Regions from separate parts of the Pan troglodytes genome. Here region 2 is linked to region 1. Evidence: chromatin contacts called from public Hi-C data. All regions are on one chromosome and are shown on one strand. Each heading gives the region's core, a stretch centred on a gene start, on an enhancer-like site or on the middle of the called end of the contact. The rest is flanking DNA. Distances are from core to core; before and after follow the strand shown.

Evidence for each region. Hi-C and Micro-C count contacts between places; a contact is called where the count stands out from the background.
Region 2: a Hi-C map of stem cell-derived neural progenitor cells shows a contact between it and region 1, with 4 times the contacts expected there. The contact joins the promoter of DPYD here to the promoter of LOC741620 in region 1. A contact is called at or near these places in 1 of 7 Hi-C or Micro-C datasets (stem cell-derived neural progenitor cells) and 1 of 1 datasets of contacts at active chromatin or transcription factors (stem cell-derived excitatory neurons).

The regions. Positions count from the first base shown.
Region 1 is chr1:133,130,416-133,136,292 of NHGRI_mPanTro3-v2.0_pri, forward strand. It overlaps LOC741620, which reads left to right and starts at 3,878. Exons shown (of 2, transcript XM_054685215.2): 1 at 3,878-4,169; 2 at 4,172-5,877. The coding sequence starts at 3,932. The coding sequence ends at 4,449. It overlaps MIR137 (microRNA mir-137), which reads left to right and starts at 3,151; the gene lies at 3,151-3,251. LOC129144103 (a long non-coding RNA gene) reads left to right here. Exons shown (of 5, transcript XR_008548277.2): 2 at 2,710-2,818; 3 at 2,941-3,314.
Region 2 is chr1:133,254,325-133,260,364 of NHGRI_mPanTro3-v2.0_pri, forward strand. DPYD (dihydropyrimidine dehydrogenase) reads left to right here and starts at 4,255. Exons shown (of 23, transcript XM_513583.8): 1 at 4,255-4,441. The coding sequence starts at 4,403. It overlaps LOC129144102 (a long non-coding RNA gene), which reads left to right. Exons shown (of 3, transcript XR_008548274.2): 3 at 1-1,870.

The DNA.
Region 1 (5,877 bases), core at 2,628-5,127:
TTACTTTGCCATACAGCAAGACAAATCTCAGCAAACGTAAAGGATGTAGGATGTATGGCAGAGGCAGACTATGTTTACATCGAAAAATGTGTTTCTTTTTGTCTGAGAACGAGAGTATTATTCAGTAAAGATGTGTATACTCTTTTTCCATTGACTGTAAGAGTCGACTACCACCCTCCTCCCGATTTTTTCTCTCTCCTTGGTGTTTCCCCCTTTCTACTTGAGAGGGAAGGAGAGAGGGAGAGGGAGGGAGTCAAGGGGGAAGAGAAAGAGGGAGAAGGGGGGGGAGAGAGAGAGAGAGGCATTTCAGCTTTAGCTTAATTGGCTTATTTCCTCAAACCCATTGCTTTGTCGCGTTTCTTTATGTATTTTTGGTTGCAAATTGCGAAGCGATTAACTGGGATGGGTGTTGGAGTATGGGGGATAGCATAGGAAAGTACTGGGAACCGTCAATCAGTCGCGGTGGCCTTGAGAGATCAAAAGGTGCTGAAAGCCCCCTGCCCGCAAAACACACCTCTAGTTATTGGGGCGCGAGAGAAATGTAGATTCTAATAAACATGGCTTGCAGGAGTCGATGAACAAAGGTACTTAATGCGGACCTAAGCCTCCGCTGATATTGTTCCGCTAGCAGTATCTAAATATTCAAAAGCGAAGTGTAAGTTGATCAACAAACGCCCTGATGGTATTGGGCTTTTTCCCTTTTTTGTTTTTGTGTGGAGGGTGGAGAAGGGGGGGAGGGTGGATGGGTGGGGGAAATCCGACAGCTTAAGGAGGCTTGAATTGAATATGCACCCAGCGGCAGTGGTCTCGTAGGAAATGGTGTTCTCGTAAGTCAGGCTGCCCCGCTCAAGCACGAGAGAGCTTTGGTTAGAGCTCAGAGCGTCAGTTCTGCTGCGAGTGCTGCCGGCAGTCGGCCCGGGTTGAGCTGTCCACTCGTCCAGGTGCTGAAGCTGGTGGAACATTGGGTAGGTAGGGAAAAGGCTGGCACTGCTACTTGGGTAGAAAGAAAGCATATCAACTGCGTTGTTCTAGTTTCTTAAAGCGTGTGAGTCTGTGGGTCAGTGTGTGTATATATTTTATTTTAATTGTGAGGAAGCAAAACTGAAGGAGACTACTTGGAAAGCATTGAAAAGCTGTGTGGGTATTTATGCTGTGATTCTGATGCCCTGTGTATTGGGGTGTGTGTGTGTGTGTGTGTGTGTGTGTGTGTGTGTGCCTCCCTTGACCATCCTTTTGAGTTTATAACGTTCCATTTACTAAATCCAAGCCTATCTGTATAGTGTGTTTCTTGTTTTCCTTTTAATATTAGTTGAGATTTAAATAGAAGAGTGCAGAAGCAAATGTACACTTTGCTCATAGACTATTGCATTACTTTCCCTAAGGGCTTTTGTTTCTAGGAGTTCAAGCTGAAGAGAACCTGTCAGCTTTCTGAATTTTTTTTTTTTGTCTAGCACCAGAGAAAAGCTCCACTTTATACCTATGTTAGGTAACAACAGAAAATAGTGCTTATTTATTTGTTTTATTGGTATCTGTCTTTTTGTAAGTGGTGTACTTAAGAGTTATCTGAAAATAATGTAAAACGGTCTGGTAGTTGGGCTATATTGGTTTTCTTTCTAGTTATTTTAGGTTCAGACATTATATATTAAACATCTATTCATAAAACCTAGAATTCATTTTGATTTTTCCATCTGTAAGTAACATGTCAAGAAAATGATGAGTTGGTGTGCCTGGAGAAGTATTATAATTTTTTAAAAAATAAGAGCAAACACAACCTAAGCACCTTAAATTGCAACCAGGTCAGTTAGAGATGAGTTGTGGTAGTGGGAGAGATTCTGTTATATAATTACTCCTTGATGAAGAGCTATTTGCACTTACATAATTTGGGAAATCATAATGTCTATTGCCATGTTTCCATATTCCCCCCCATTCCCCTTACATGGATGTACTTTCATGTATTTGAGAGTAAAGGAGAAAGCAAATTGAGAACTTTCTAATGAAGCTACACCATGTCTTGGGTAGTGACGTTGCACTTGTCCATTTTATTTAGTGAACAATAAACCCCCATTATCAGAATATCCACTGCAGGATCTTAAGACAAAGCTTTTCCAGTAAGAGCCATATTGATCATCAAAGAATCACAGAGATTCTCTCTCTGAATGCCAAAATTACAGTCACTTTGCAAATGAGTTTTTATTGGCTTTTTCTTCTTAAAATAATATTTATGAACACAGAGCTTCAAAGGTTTTTCTGTAGAGGTGTCCACAACAGCTGTACAGCAATGCATTTATAGTATATATTTTAAAAGTGTGCTATGAAATTAAACATTGTAGTGATATAAAATGATGCTTAAATCATAGAAAGTCTACCAGCTTGTCAACTCAGTGAGTTTTGACACTATGGAAAATGGGTTTAATTACTGTGTGCCTTCAAGCTTTTTTTTTCTTTAAAAATCATTGTGTTGTATAGCTATAAGGCCTTCAAAGGAAAGATGCCTATTTTTGTACATCTATAAGTATTTGATTTCAAGTAGTAAATTGAATGAGTGTTTATTTTCCATGATCTTGGGCTTGAGAAAAGTGCATTTCCAAAACACACTACTGAAAATTTCACCCATGCATGACCTATCTTTATTTAAGCCTCACTTCTTCCCAAAGCCGTCTAGGCAAATATATTTGTATTTGTGTGGGTAACTATTCACGTCTCTTACAGGGTTCTCTGGCTGCCATGGCACTCAATCAAACCACCTAGAGTGGACTGGCCGAGACCAGACTGGGTACCAAGCAGAGAAGTGCAGAGGAAAGCACTGGGAGAGCACCAGGTAAACTGAAGGTTACTTGTCACTCCCTCTTGTGCCCAAAAAGCCTTGCCACATCTTCCCTCCTCACTGGAAAGACAGCACTCTTCTGTGTTAAGTATTTGATTTTGTGATTTGTCTTTCAGAATTGGAAATAGAGCGGCCATTTGGATTTGGGCAGGAAGCAGCCGAGCACAGCTTTGGATCCTTCTTTAGGGAAATCGAGTTATGGATTTATGGTCCCGGTCAAGCTCAGCCCATCCCCAGGCAGGGGCGGGCTCAGCGAGCAGCAAGAGTTCTGGTGGCGGCGGCGGCGGCAGTAGCAGCGGCAGCGGTAGCAGCGGCAGCGGCAGCTTGGTCCTCTGACTCTCTTCGGTGACGGGTATTCTTGGGTGGATAATACGGATTACGTTGTTATTGCTTAAGAATACGCGTAGTCGAGGAGAGTACCAGCGGCAGGGGGGCAGCGGCCGCCCTCCCCAGCCCACCAGCTGGCCACTAAACGCCCGTGGTTGCCAAGGTAGCACTTTCTTGTTCTTTTCATTTCCTCGGGTGTTTTCGCACTGGTTCCACCGGAAAGGCTGTGCGCTGCGCCTCTGGTGACCAGGACTGGAAAATGGGTTCGCGCAGGGGGCGGGGGGCGAGGTGAAGGGGATGGGCGGGGAGCGGAAGGGGGTCCGTTCCCCCGAGCCTGCGGGGCGGTTCGGCGTTCCCAGTCCGCTCCTCTCCTCTCCACGGTGGGGTGCGGCTGGAGGGAGAGACGCGGACGGGGCGATTTTCTAAAGTTGGGAACGACTGAAAGGCCTTGAGCAGTTTGGGAGCGTCGCGAGTGAGGCGCCGAAGCTGGGCAGAGGGTCGCTGGGGGCTGCCTCCGCAGAAAGGGCGTGTCCGTGGGCGAAGGTGCCCCCGCAAGCCTGCGGAAGCGCGTGACTTCGCGAATCCCGGGCCCGGGGCGGTGCCGGAGCCCCACCCCCGGCCGGCCGCGCTGCTCCGCAACCAGACTTGGCGGCCGAGCTGGGGAGGGGGCGGGGGCCCGGGGGCTGGGTCCCCGCCGAACTTCCAGATCGGAAGTGTGGCGGGTCTCTCAGGAACGCATATTTTCTTTTCGGATTCTCCGAGAAGGGGTGGAGTAACAGGATGGGAACCGGATTGGTTGCAGTGTGGCACAGACCTGGAACCTTCCTGAAAGAGGTTGGGGCAGGCAGTGACTGTTCAGACGTCCAATCTCTTTGGGACACCTCTTCAGCGCTGTCTTCCCTGCCTCTGCCTTTAGGACGAGTCTCAAACACCAACAAACGCAAGGCACGTCCCCCCTCTCAGGTCAGCTGCGAAGGCATGGGAGCAAGAGAGAGCCTCTCCCTCCTTCTACTTAGAGTTTTTGTTTGTTTGTTTGTTTGTTTCAAATATTAATGGAAGATAAAACAACACGGATTTGTCACCTCCTAGCGAAGGGGAAGCCACCGCCACCACACCCCTCAAGCATGCCCGGGCACTCCTGGGGACAATCGGACGTGGCAGGAGTTGGCATGCCCAAGATGAAGCTGGGAAGGATGACCCAGAGTGGAAGGCGTGGGCTGGGGCTCCAGGTCTCAGCTCTCGCCAGCGTCGGACCACACAGCTTTGCCAGCTTTGCACCTTGCCTTTCCTTCTTGTGAGGCATCTGGGACCGTCCTATCAAGGCGCTTCAAAGGTGGAAGGACAGAGTGCTGGGGACAAGAACGTACCAGGCGCCCAGAAGATTCCACTAGCGCGGCCAAACACTAAGACCAGGTTTCCTCCCTGCGTGGTGGTCGTTGGTTGTGCACGGGCTGCGCAGGAAGACTGAATTCCTGAGAAATGGAAACTGCATGAGAAAAATCAAATAAACTTAGAGGCCTGTGAAGCTCTCCCTCTTGTCGCTCTGGGACCGCTCTAAGCTGAGCTACATCTCAGATACCTTCTCCCCCTGGAGGATGGGCCTTTCTCAGGCACGAAGTGCGTGTGCCCCACTGGGCTCTTGCCCACAAGAGCAGTCTGAACCCTGGAGAGGCTGACACCGAGGTGTCTTGAAGGAAGCAGGCACACTCTCATGCTTCCCCACCTAGGGTTTTGCCTTTCTTCTAATATTTAGGATTCCCAGTGAAGGGTACTCCACACACACCCTCTCCCTACCCCTAATCCCACCCCATTGTGTCTGATCCCACAATTACTCCCAGGGTATCTATACTCAACAGCTTTTGCGCTCAAAGAACATTGTCGTCTGCAGGGAACGGGTGGAGCCCTTCTCAGAAGCTCCCGGGGGCGAGTCCATTTTAAGAATGAGTTGAAGTAGGAAAGAAAACACAGATGCTGTCTTTGCATTCGACATTCTATCACCAGCAAGAGAATATGTAACTCCTGTTCTTTCCTTCATTATTCCATGAATTACCTTTTTTCTCTAGGGATCTACCAGTTGGTGATTTAGGGCTTTTAAATATTATGCTTGTTATGTATTTAACAAAATGCAATATGTCTACTGGTGGCATTGTTTCCTTGGGAAATTAGAAAAGTAGAAACTACATACTCTAGTTCCTAGGTGGTCTCTGGAAAGTTGGCCTCATGCTGGTTGGCTAAATAATAAGTGTTTAGGATTTGAAAGGAAGAAAGAGAGCTGAAGGCCTGGTGACAGAGTTTGTGAGAAACAGAAGATGTAACACTCTGGCATTTGTTGAGGGGATGAGGTAGAACTTTTGAAAAATAAGCTATTCTATTCAGTTTTGTGCAAATTTATTGCAGTTGCTTCATAGAGGAAGAATAATGTTTAGAATGGAATAATTGCAAATGCTAGTGATGAAATCTAAAGGAAACCTCTACTCATAGTTAACTGAAAGTATTTTTGTTGTTGTTGTTTAAATACTTATCTCATTGCTTTCTTTCCTTTGCAGAATTATTTTCCTATAATAGTTTCCATTAGGTGTCAGTCTGAACTGGTTCTTACTTAAGTTAGGGGTGAAAATGTTCCATCATCACACCTTTTAAGATAAGAAAGTGGGAAAAATTAAAGCTGTATTAAGTTGAAATTACTGGAGTTAATTTTTATTGTTAAAGGCAGCTTTTTTCTTCCC
Region 2 (6,040 bases), core at 3,005-5,504, 120 kb after region 1:
GAGAGAATGAGTGCCTCAGTTTTGAATGGGTTGGGGGATGGGTGGTGATCTGTGAAGCACATCATAACATCTGCTACAGATAACCAAAAGGGAAAATACATACTTTAAGGCAAGGATATGAAGAACTTGCTCAAATGTAAATGAACTAGAAATTATAAGACAATAAAATTCCAGCAATAAAACAAGAAACCACTTTAAATGCCAGTTCTTGGAATTATGACAATATTAGATGGTGAGAGGAAACCAACAAGGCCAAGGAAAAGACCCCTAAGTAGTAAGGCAAATTATTTCAGGGGACATTCATTCTAAAGGATGTTTTCCCCCTACTTTAAGTTAGATAAGTCTATAAACTTTCCCCTTACACTGCATTTTACCCAAAATCTTTCATAGGCAATCATGCATTAATGACATTTTTCTAGAACGTGGGAACGTGGGCATTGAAAGATTATATGTTTAAATTTGTAATATTTAATTTATATGACACTGTTCAATTTACAAAATACTATTGCATACATTTTGACATCTGACTCTCATAGTAATCCATTCAATTAAACCACTCATTTAAAATCACTAAGCGGCAATTTTTGTTTTTCAGTTAGTGGCTAAAGGTTTGTGGTAACAGAGACAATGTCTCTATGGTCCACTGAGATGTCACTAATGCTTATGACAGTGTCTGAAACAATTGTACTAAAAAATAATTGCTAAATAAATTTATGGGAGAGGTTTGTAGTTTCTCTGTGTTATCTGTGCTTTTTATGGCATTTACATAATACATGCTGATATACTGCATATCTATATATGCAATATGATAGACATGTAGTTGAGCACATTATACTGTTTGTTCCATGAAATATGAACCAACGTATTCCTTTTGGTCTTTTTAACAGGAATGCTGGAAATATTTGGGCCTAACTGATCTTTAGTCATTATCCTACTGGTCAACATGGGTAGGAATTAATTTGGCCCTTGAAAATCAGACAGTGGAAAAAATGCACCTCATGATCATTCAGCCTCTGACTTTTTGGGAGGAAATCATTTTCAAAGAAATGTCCCCCACCAAAAAAAATTTCTTAATGCTACACTGCAAAGGGAAAATAAAGGCATATGGAAATCTGAATTTTTATTGTGTTTCTAAATTTGTAATATTGAATAACTTTTTAGATGTGAAATTAAAGATGACTCATAAGCCCTACTTCTGACTTTGGTAGTAATAATATTCATTTATGTACTGTAAGCTATTAGGTTCAAACATAAGCTGTCTCTCCAAAGCCTACAAAAAATTAATGTGGAACACCTGATATTTCACTGTGCTTCCAGATGGAGGGACAGCTTGACAAACGCCATCATAATTTACAACTTTTAAAAAGTGTGGTGCAAATGCATTTGCAGTAAAAGCTTTAAACAGCTTGCATTATTTACAGGTACAACTGTGTTTAATGTGCAATTTCAATGAATTTAAAATATTATTAGATTCAATCACTGATCACAGAGCATAGGTGTGGCATGTGAGCAATGTGATTAGATGCCTTAATTAATATGTCAGAACAGGATACATCTGTTTGATGAAGTTGGGGGGATGGTAAATAGCATTTAAATTTTATATTTGATTATTGACTATCACCGATGAAACTCTTATCTTTGGAAAACCAGCATATTTTGGACTTATCCTCTATAGTTGTTTAGGAGAATTATAACAGAAAACGAATATGAAAATACACTGTATAACTCTTACAGATAACTTGGATTCTTGTACACATAAATTAACTATCAATTGCTAACTGATAAGATGTATGTTAAAGTGTAACCTGAAAGAGCAATAAGCCTGTATCCCTGTAAGTTAGGAAATTGAACATTGAACCTGACTGATTAAATTGGGGAAGAAATCATATGTATTATAATTATATATATTTGTAAATTTATATATGTTTATGTGTGTATATCTTTTCTCAATATATACATATGTGTGTATATGTATGTATGTATTTGGGTGTTTATATGTGTGTTTATATATATAGACTGATAGAAAAATAGATATAGATAGATTTATCTATCTCTCTATATCTCCAAGAGGATCTAGAGTAAGTGGGTAAGGTGTGGTTGTAGGGAGATGCAGGAACATCTGACTTTGGAACATTACTCCATGAAAAGATAAGTAGTTATTTTGACCCATTTTAACTACAAATTCATTGATAGATATTGTGACCTATTGCTCAGCAGTAAGTAGGACAATGAGAATATGTGATGCAGAGAAACTAAAGTTTCTAAAATGAACTGCCCAGTGTATAAACGAATGTACTCTGTTCATTCAATCACCAAGTGTTCTTGGTCTCTTATGCTTCAGTCCTGAGCTAGGAACTGAGTATCCAGTAAGCAACAAAAGTACACATGGGCCCCCTCTTCCTGGAGCTTCCTCTCTAAATAGAAGACATATATTAAATGAGTCACATTCAAATAAATATTTAAACAACATTTGAAAAGTCTATGAAGACGAAATATAATGAAAAAGACAGAGTGGGTGTAATTTTGTTGGTGATGGGGTTAGATCATAAAGGCTTCAGTGAGACCTAAATGATGAGTAGAAGGGGAAGAAGAGCTCCAAGTGGAGGGCAATGTGCAAAGGTAGAGAAGTGGATGGAGGATGAGAAGATTACCTTGTGGTTGGAACATAATGAGTCAGGGCAAGAGAGGCGGAGAAGCGGAGTAGAGCAGGTTATTCAGCGGTTACTAGGGAGTTTGTATTATATTCTGACTGCAATGGACCATTGAAGGATTTATACCATGGGTATCTGGGTGTGTGGATGTATCTTTGTATGGCATGAGCCAGTTAATACTTTCTAAAGCTCAATCTGGTATGGATATGAGGTAAGAATAGAAGCTAGAATACCAGTAGCTTGGACCATGGTGGATGCAGCAAAATGGAGAAATGAATGATTCAAAATCTATTTAGGAGGTTGACTTCTGAGAGTTTGGGCATAGATTAAATGAGGCAATAAGGATAAAGGAGTCAAAGATGATTTTAAGGTTTCCATTTAACTTTCTAGTGTCTGTTAATATTTGATTCAAGAAAAATGTATCTGTCTTTTAGTAATTTCCAGGTTCTGGAAGGTAATCTGATGGTTTGTTCAGAGAAGCCTTCTCAACCACACAAGGTACCCATACCCTAGTTATTCTGTCCTATTTTTCTTTTATCTTACAAGCAGGCATCACATTTTCTTACTTGCTTATTTTGAGTATAATCTCCATGACAGTGATGTGTATTCTTGAAGACTATATCCGGAGAACCTAGCACAGTGTCTGTGTCTGGCATATTGAAAATGCTCAATAAACATATTCGTTGAATAAAACGATGAATGGACTAATGAAAAAATAATAAGGGAGAAATACTTGACTCCAAGGTGTCACTACCTAGCCAAGTGCATGAAGGAGTGCCGCAAATGTCCTAACGGAAGTAGAAAGTGTTATGGTAGAAGAGAGGTGGGATGCATCTAACAGGGGTGGGGGGGAGGCGGGGAGAAAAGGAGAGAGGTCTGGAGTACACATATCCTCAAAAAACGAGGTGAATGTTTTCTGGATTGGGACCAACTCTACAGGAAATCTCTCCCTTCTCCTCAGCAAGCTCTAGAGCAAAAACGAAGAGCAACTTTTCAAAAGAGTTTCACGTTTTAGAATAAAAAATATTTTAAAAAATAACCATTAAAATGAGACTTTCCTGCAAAAAGACAACCTTGATTATGTACCACCTGCAGCACTTCCTGTATGCTGCTGCGGGCTGTGGATGTTTTTGCTCGCCTCCCTCCCCTCCCCGCAGGGGCTGTGAACTCTCAGAAGACCGGTGCTTTGGTATCCTCCACTGCAGCTCAAACCCCGCCCACCTACTTGGTGGATGGATGGAGGAACATCTACTATTTCATCCTTGAGGAGTTCCTGAAAATGCAGTTGCCCCTCAAACAATGTATCTACATCTCGCGGGGTTTCTGTGGAAGAAAAGAAAAAGTGCAAGTTGTTGCTTGGAGCGCGGACTGCTTTTACCTTTGCCCGGGGATCCCTCCTATCTGGCCCCGCCTGCCTAGCTCAGTTTTTAGCAGTTTAGAGAGTAAAGGCCAGTCCCCAGAGCGGGTGCTCTACTCCCTCCCTCCCTTCTGCTTGCAGGCTGGGGCGCGGAGCGGGCTGAACGGGGAAGGCCGGGCTGCGGCTGCCGTGCCTGGCGCGGGAGCCGCAGGACCGAGAGCGCAGCCCCGCCCCGGGGGCGTTGCCGCCCCGCGCCCGCTCCGCCCCCGCGTCGCCGGCCCTAGTCTGCCTGTTTTCCACTCGCGCTCCGGCTGCTGTCACTTGGCTCTCTGGCAGGAGCTTGAGGACGCAAGGAGGGTTTGTCACTGGCAGACTCGAGACTGTAGGCACTGCCATGGCCCCTGTGCTCAGTAAGGACTCGGCGGACATCGAGGTACGGACTTCGCGCCGGCTCGTCGGTGGTGGCGGGGTGGTGGGGAGTGCTCTGCGGGTAGGTGCCGGGGAGGCCCCCGCGGCCCCCGCACCCCGGAGAGTGAGAGACGCGGGAAAGTTTCCCCCGTGGGAGCTCTGCGGGGGAGCGGAGGAGCGCGGAGCCACAGGCCCGCGTGGGCAGGCGGGGAGCTCAGGGGAGGACTTTCCGCTACTGGAGGGGTTGCCCTTTGCATCGGGACCTGTTTACTTCGGAAGAGATTTGAGGAAGCCTGTCTTGTCCTCCTCTGAATGTCAGTGACTGAAGAAGCACTGGAGTTCCAGAGAGGTGGACTCTAGGGGGTAGGAGTGCCCATTTCCCACACGTTCTACCCCTTCACCTCCTGTATGTCGTTTCTGGACACCTCCACTGCCCCTATCTCCAATAGCTGAATCCTGCTATTTGCAAAGGTGAAGCATAGAAATAAAACATCTGTGTGTCAGCTGTAGCAGTCGCCTCTAGTCATAGTATTGTTTATGAAATAATTTAACATGGAGAGAATGGAACGAAGTATTCAGAACATGAAAAATGCAGTGCCCTCAGAAAAACTAACTGTATTTTTCTCTCCTCTCAACGGTTTTTGATTCCCTCTTGCACTCCGTTTCTGTTAAAAAAATCTTCTTTTATGTAAATAAGGTCCTACCTGAAACGACATGGCATTTCCTTTCTCTCTAGTATCTTAATATATGCGATGAAAAGGATTTAATTATAAACAGTGATTTTACACATACTAAACCTAGGTCAGCACTTTTGAGCTAAGACAAACTGATTTTTAGTTTTCTGTTTTGTTTGGGGCTTTTCTTTATTTGAGTCTTCTACTCTGGTAGAAAATTATGTGTGTGTGTGTGTTTTCTTTAGAAATAACAAAATTTTCCTTTCGTCAGTCCTTTTGGCGGCCTAAGTAAAAGTTTTGCAAACCACCTGTTTGCAAAATAGCTGCTTTTGCCACATTTTGCCTCCGTAATTGAAGAAACTTTATATTCTGGGAGGAAGTAGTCCTGTTTTCTCCAGGCTCCATAACTTGGTTTGAAAAATCATTTTAGTAACAAGAGCCAAAGTGTATTATGTGGACATCTTTGGTTAGTTTACTTTTGGTTTCTGTTATGGAGAGTTGACTTTTTGATATTGAGCAATATGATATATTTAACAAATATTTGTTCATCTGTGTGCAGGATAATAGATACTTGTCTTTTTCTATATTTCATTTAGGGTAGTCTATTCCTTTTTGGTCCTTGTGACTTTGACTTAACTTTTAAAAAAATTTTAGTTACTAAGTCGAAAAACAAGCTTCTGACAGTATTAAGGCAGTATTGATTTAAGATATCGGAGTTGTCTTAGGATGGGTGGCTTTTGGCTCTTTAATTTCAGAATGGTGTGTTATCTGCTTAACTGATTTCTTTCTCTGCAGTTGTCTTTGAAATCAGTTCTTACATTCTACTGAGGAGAAAGATGCCAGTGAAACATTGAATGCCAAGCTTGATTTCATATATTGTTTCAACTAAGAACGTTTAAGAAGTCCATCCTTCCCACTCCCTCCACTCAATTCAACCTTAGTCTATATGG